Linked DNA regions of Triticum aestivum: region 1 is linked to region 2. The links are chromatin contacts, called in public Hi-C maps. All regions are on one chromosome and are shown on one strand. The core of a region is the stretch at or near the end of the contact, and the rest is flanking DNA. Distances in the headings are between cores, read along the strand shown. Region 1 holds the start of LOC123090985 (glycosyltransferase BC10). Region 2 holds the start of LOC123090984 (calcium-transporting ATPase 3, endoplasmic reticulum-type).

Evidence for each region. A called contact is a pair of places that touch in the nucleus more often than the background predicts.
Region 1: a Hi-C map of leaf shows a contact between it and region 2, with 6 times the contacts expected there. The contact joins the promoter of LOC123090985 here to the promoter of LOC123090984 in region 2. A contact is called at or near these places in 3 of 5 Hi-C or Micro-C datasets (all in leaf).

What each region holds. Positions count from the first base shown.
Region 1 is chr4B:56,986,757-56,989,456 of IWGSC CS RefSeq v2.1, forward strand. It overlaps LOC123090985 (glycosyltransferase BC10), which reads left to right and starts at 1,284. Exons shown (of 2, transcript XM_044512378.1): 1 at 1,284-2,077. The coding sequence starts at 1,541.
Region 2 is chr4B:56,745,808-56,748,507 of IWGSC CS RefSeq v2.1, forward strand. LOC123090984 (calcium-transporting ATPase 3, endoplasmic reticulum-type) reads right to left here and starts at 1,406. Exons shown (of 34, transcript XM_044512377.1): 1 at 1,230-1,406; 2 at 1,069-1,119; 3 at 948-981; 4 at 200-217. The coding sequence starts at 1,262.

The sequences.
Region 1 (2,700 bases), core at 34-2,533, 240 kb after region 2:
ATGCTGAAATCTTTCACAAAAAGCCTATAAAATCCAACGAGTCCAAGAAAACTCCACACTTATGTGACCGTTTTGTGTTGCGGCCAATTCTCAATCGCTAATCGCTTCGATCTTGGCTTTATCAACTTCAATTTTCCGTGAGCCATGCCAGTATTCAGTCGGTGCAAAAGGTGCACTTTCCAAGCTTACCAAACAAATGTGCATCGCGTCGAGCAATAAAAACATCACGTAAATGATCCAAGTGTTCCTTCAAAGATTTGCTATAAATCAGTATGTCATCAAAATAGGCTATCACAAACCGTTTAACAAAGGCACGTAAAACTTTATTCATTAATCTCATGAAAGTGCGAGGTGCATTAGTTAACCCGAAAGGCGGGGGTGTGGTTGTGGGGTGATACAAATGGGTATGCCCGGTCACTTCCAGCCGACACGCCCAGACGCGTCACATGCGTATAGGGAGACAAATTAGACAACTCCCGTTGTAAATACTCGACATGGCCAATGCTTCACGCTGGACAACTGCCCCAATTATCGCATCATCCACAGTGATCCAAACGAGTTTTTTTTGCGGGTGGATCCAAATGAGGTTAACTAAGTTGTTTTTAGAAGAAAGCTACCTCTTGCAAGTTAACCGGTCTCTTCCCTACAAAAAATTGAAGAAATGAGGAAAAGAGAAGAGAGAGAAAAAAAAGAAAGAAATAATGAACCGGTGAAAGATGGTGAAAAATGCATGAACAGAAGAGTGAGGGGGGAGGAAAAGATAGTCATTGATAAAGTACTATTGTCTATCTTGATGCATGTAGATCTCACTGGCAACCTCATCTACCTGGATGGGCGTGAGGCAGCACCAACATGACGCCTCCATGGTTCATGCCCTAATGAGCATTTCTAGAGACGCATGAGACCATATTTCTTGGATGTTGTTAGGAAATTCCGGTTCCGATAGGAGTAGTGGTACAAACATCGCTCTCGGGATTGGGCATTTCACGCGATCCACCGGAAACCACGGCAACACGTCGTCACGACTCCACGAGACCAGCACGCACGACTTCACGAGACACAAAGATCTCTCCCGTCCTCTGCCAAACCCGAGACCTCGACGAACCCGGTCTTCAAGCACCGCTCTCCGTACCATAGAGCACAGAATCCTCTCCCCGCCTTCGCAGCTCCCGTAGACCCAGTCCACCCAGCCGCAGCTCCCTCCTCCGTTACTGAGTAGCGCACCCGTGAGACGTTACTCGTCCCCTAGGCTAGGCGGCCTCCACCCTCCAGAACCCCCACCCCACCCCCCCACCGCCGTCCCCCACCGCCACCAGCCGCTCTGCCGAATCGAAGTCCGCGCCGCACCAACCACCGCCCGCCCCTCCCCAGATCTAGCCCCCCATCCAACCTACGTGTTGCCCCTCGATTCGGCGCGCCCCTGACCCGGCCTCGTGCCCGGAGCATGCCACGCGCGGCCTCAAATCTGCCAGATTCCATCACCTAGCTCCCGGTAGCAGCAGCAGCACCACCACCAGCCGCGAGCCGGCCGGCGGGCGCGATGCAGGCGCGGGTGGCGTCCATGGAGGACATGAAGGAGGCGAGGCTGGGGGCGCCGGGGCAGGGCGGCGGGAGGGTGTTCCCCACCGGGATGCTCAAGGTCTTCCTCGGCTTCCTGCTGCTCGGCGTCGGCCTCTCCGCGGCCGGCATGTACATGGCGCGCCACACGCTGGCGGCCGCCGCGCCGGCCATCTTCCGCCCCTGCCTCGGGGCCTCCGCCGGCGCGGGGGAGGAGCAGCCGCTGGAGGGGCTCGAGCGCTGGACCCGCGCCCCCTCGCGCGCGCGCCACGCGATGACGGACGAGGAGCTGCTCTGGCGCGCGTCCTTCGCGCCGCGGGTCCGCCCCTACCCGTTCCGCCGCGTGCCCAAGGTCGCCTTCATGTTCCTCACGCGCGGCCCGCTCCCGCTCGCGCCGCTCTGGGAGCGCTTCTTCCGGGGACACGAGGGCCGCTACTCCGTCTACGTCCACGCCCTGCCCTCCTACCGCGCCAACTTCACCAAAGACTCCGTCTTCTACCACCGGCAAATCCCCAGTAAGGTTAGTTAGCTCCCCTCTCGCGTGCTCGACCTCGCCTCCTCATGCCGTAGTAGACCAGTAGTGTGATCGCATACTCAACTTAGCAAGACACCGTTCCAGTGTGATAGGTGGCCTGCCTACTCATGCTGATCCAGTGATACCAACAGCAAACCATATTCAATCGTAGTGCCAACTGCCAAGATTGTACCACATTGAGCTGTACTGTACTGTAGTGTTACTCCACGACTTCATATGTGATACTATGACAGACTTGTAACTGAATCCCAACGTTTCAGCCATTACACTGAGCTGTGGTTCTACTTACTAGTTACTACAGTAAGGAACCTATGATCAATTCACATGTCGCCTGCCAGCTTGGGTGATTAAAACAGTTGTTGACAGTGAAAATTTCTGAACTTCCTTTGTTACATTTGTTTTTTAAATATACAAAAGAACTGTGCATTTTTGCATTTAAGGAGAAAATGTAGGTACAGCGAGGTACCTTCGTGAGTATGGACCACCATTATAACGAAAACTCGGAAAGTTTAGTCGGTGTATGGTGTTGATTGATAGCCCTGATAGGTCTGGATTACGGTACTGTATTTATGTACCTTTTGGAGTTAACTTTAGGCCTACATGATGTG
Region 2 (2,700 bases), core at 156-2,655:
GTTTCCATGCATCCTTGTCAATCCATGGTTGACTTATATTCAGTTATTCAGAAAGGGTAGATGAGTAAGGCAGAGACAATGTAATACCAAGTACCAACATCTTCTGACGGCAAACACTTTGGAGAAAAGGTGTAACAGGCAATATGAAATGTGTTGCCACATGTAAAATGAACATTAGAAGTTAGAACTGATAGCTTACTTTCTTCTTGGGGCAGCACTGCAGATCATCCATGCACGAAAGCAAAGTGCAGCAATCAGTTAGAGGCCACAATAATGATAACAAGAATCAAAATGTATGAATACCGCAATGCAAAATTAGATGACAACATAAATATGTCTGCCCTCAAAATTGTGCAGGGGTCTCGACTGAAGCTTTCAAATTTTACTGAGAAAATGGTAGGGATCTGAACTACATCCAAAGTATGAAAGCTGTATCAATTCAGTTAAATCAGCATCACGGTGACTTCCAAATTTCATTCAGGGATTACAAAAGTCGATACGTGCGGGTTATGGCATTACATCCGTGACAAAATGTTTTTTGTCGGATAACCTCAGCAAGTTATAAGGGTGTGAGGCCGTTCCCCGTTATTAGTATTACAAAAAAGTCACCAAGCACATTCATGCAAAGCACATCTCCTCATTTAGAAATGCTCTGGTTTTAGATGGTTCTAGTGGCTAGGACTTAACCACCAAAGCAGAGGGCATATCAATGCTGACAAAATATAGAACTATAGATAGCCGCCGTGTGCGAAATAAAAAGCCCTATTCTGATGAATTTGGATAGAATACATTTCGAGGTTGGTGCACAGGAATCAAACAATCCCTCGTCTGAAAAACTTCCTCACTCAGCAAAACCCCATATCCTTCTCTCCATTTGTTACTTTAACACAAGCAGTTCGGCGACAATAAGCAAATGAAAAAGCATTGGACAGCACGAAGTTCCTCACCGTTTTTGCCGTGAAGCAAGGCATGCTGCTCCACCTGCCCACACAAGCCAAAAACCAAATCAGCCCCCCATTCCCCGTAACCCAGACCAAAAACCACAGCGCGGACGGCTCGGAGCAGCACCTGCGAGTCGGAGAGGCCCTTGGTCCGGTCCACGCCGAACGCTTGGAGCACCTGCGAGGAAGGGCGGCGACCAGATCCGTGAGAGGCGGCGGCGGCGGCGAAAGGAGGGAAGGTCAAGCGATGGCGCGAGACGGGGCCGAGATGTGGCGGCGGGGGCTTACCTCCGCGGCGGACTTGGCGTAGGCGTCCTCCATGGTCGGCGGCGCCGACGGGTGGGAGGGGGAGGGGGCGGAGGGGAGGGAGTGATCGCGGCGGCGCGGCCAGGGAGAAGCGGCCGGATTTTCTCAGCTCGGGTTTTGGATTTGGGTGTTTTATTGGTAGCAACGGTGTGATTTGCTGGTCAGAGGACAGGTGGCCGTGGGATCTCTGCTCCGGATCGGCCGCTGGAACACGTGGGCCATGAGGAAGTGAAGTGCGAGACAAGTGATGCACACTTTTTAGCCTAGCTTTGCTTCGCCTTCTCGCTAGCCAAAACGTGTCGAAATGAAGAGGGGGGGGGGGGGGGGGGGGGGGGATGACCCAAAAAAGGAAAAAAAAATGTCAATAATAATAACAATATGCGTCCGCGTGTTTGGAATTTCACAGGCTGCAATGCAGGTAAATGAACTAAATAAATAGTTAAGGTCATCTTCAAGGTTGAAACTCATTTCACCCTCGTATGTCCGGACATGTACGTGTGTCCAGCATGCTCTTCAAAGTTCAACTGTCTCCACAATCTGGACTTCCCCAAATCCAGATCACATGGGCCCTACATAAAACTCCATCCCACCATGCACTCTTTCGTTTTCGTGTCGGACTCTCCTTTTCCTGCTCAGCTTTCTGCCATAGCAGGACATTTTTCGTTGTGGCCCTCTTCTATAAATCCGAATAATGCCCACCCCACCTTCACCATGTGTCAACACCGGCAAAAAATGGTCGTGTGTTACTACGGGCAAAAGGCGAGAAATGCCACGAGCAGGTCACAAAGCGCTAAAGTTCCTCTCCCATATCTCTCGTTTTCGTTGACCACTGTGATTCTCCTCTCCCATCTCTCACATTTTCATTGACCACTATGATTCCCTAGCATGCTTAAGTTTTGACGATCTAATGGGAAGGCCAAATTAAAGCAATTCCAAAAGAGAAGCAAATCATATGATCTAAGAATTAGATGTATTTTGTTTTAATTACAAGAAACATCATATTGGGTCCATGAGCCTCTTTCTTCGATGTAATCTCATAAATAATGCAAGAGAGACATGATGGCCTTTCTTCGATGTCAATCAATTAGTTGAAAGAAAACTTAAGCGATACCACTCACAACTAACTAAAGTGAAAAATAAACTCGATGAAGGTGCAAATTCTTGTATAGAAAAGAATAAAATCTTTTCCTTTAGAAACATAGACCGTCTTAAATAACATCTCACGAAAAAAACCTCTTAAATAGCATGTCCGCTCGCGCGTAGGACCTGGGACGCCGCCGCCACCCATTGCTCTGCGACACCACGGCCGCCGCCTCCGTCATGTGGAACGACAGAGAAGCTCGAGCACGGCTGAATGGAGCGGTTCCAGACGCCGGTTATGCGGAGCATCTCCGCCCAAGCGCTGGCCCAGGACCGCTGCCGCCACCTACCGCTCAGAGATGTTGCGGTCGCC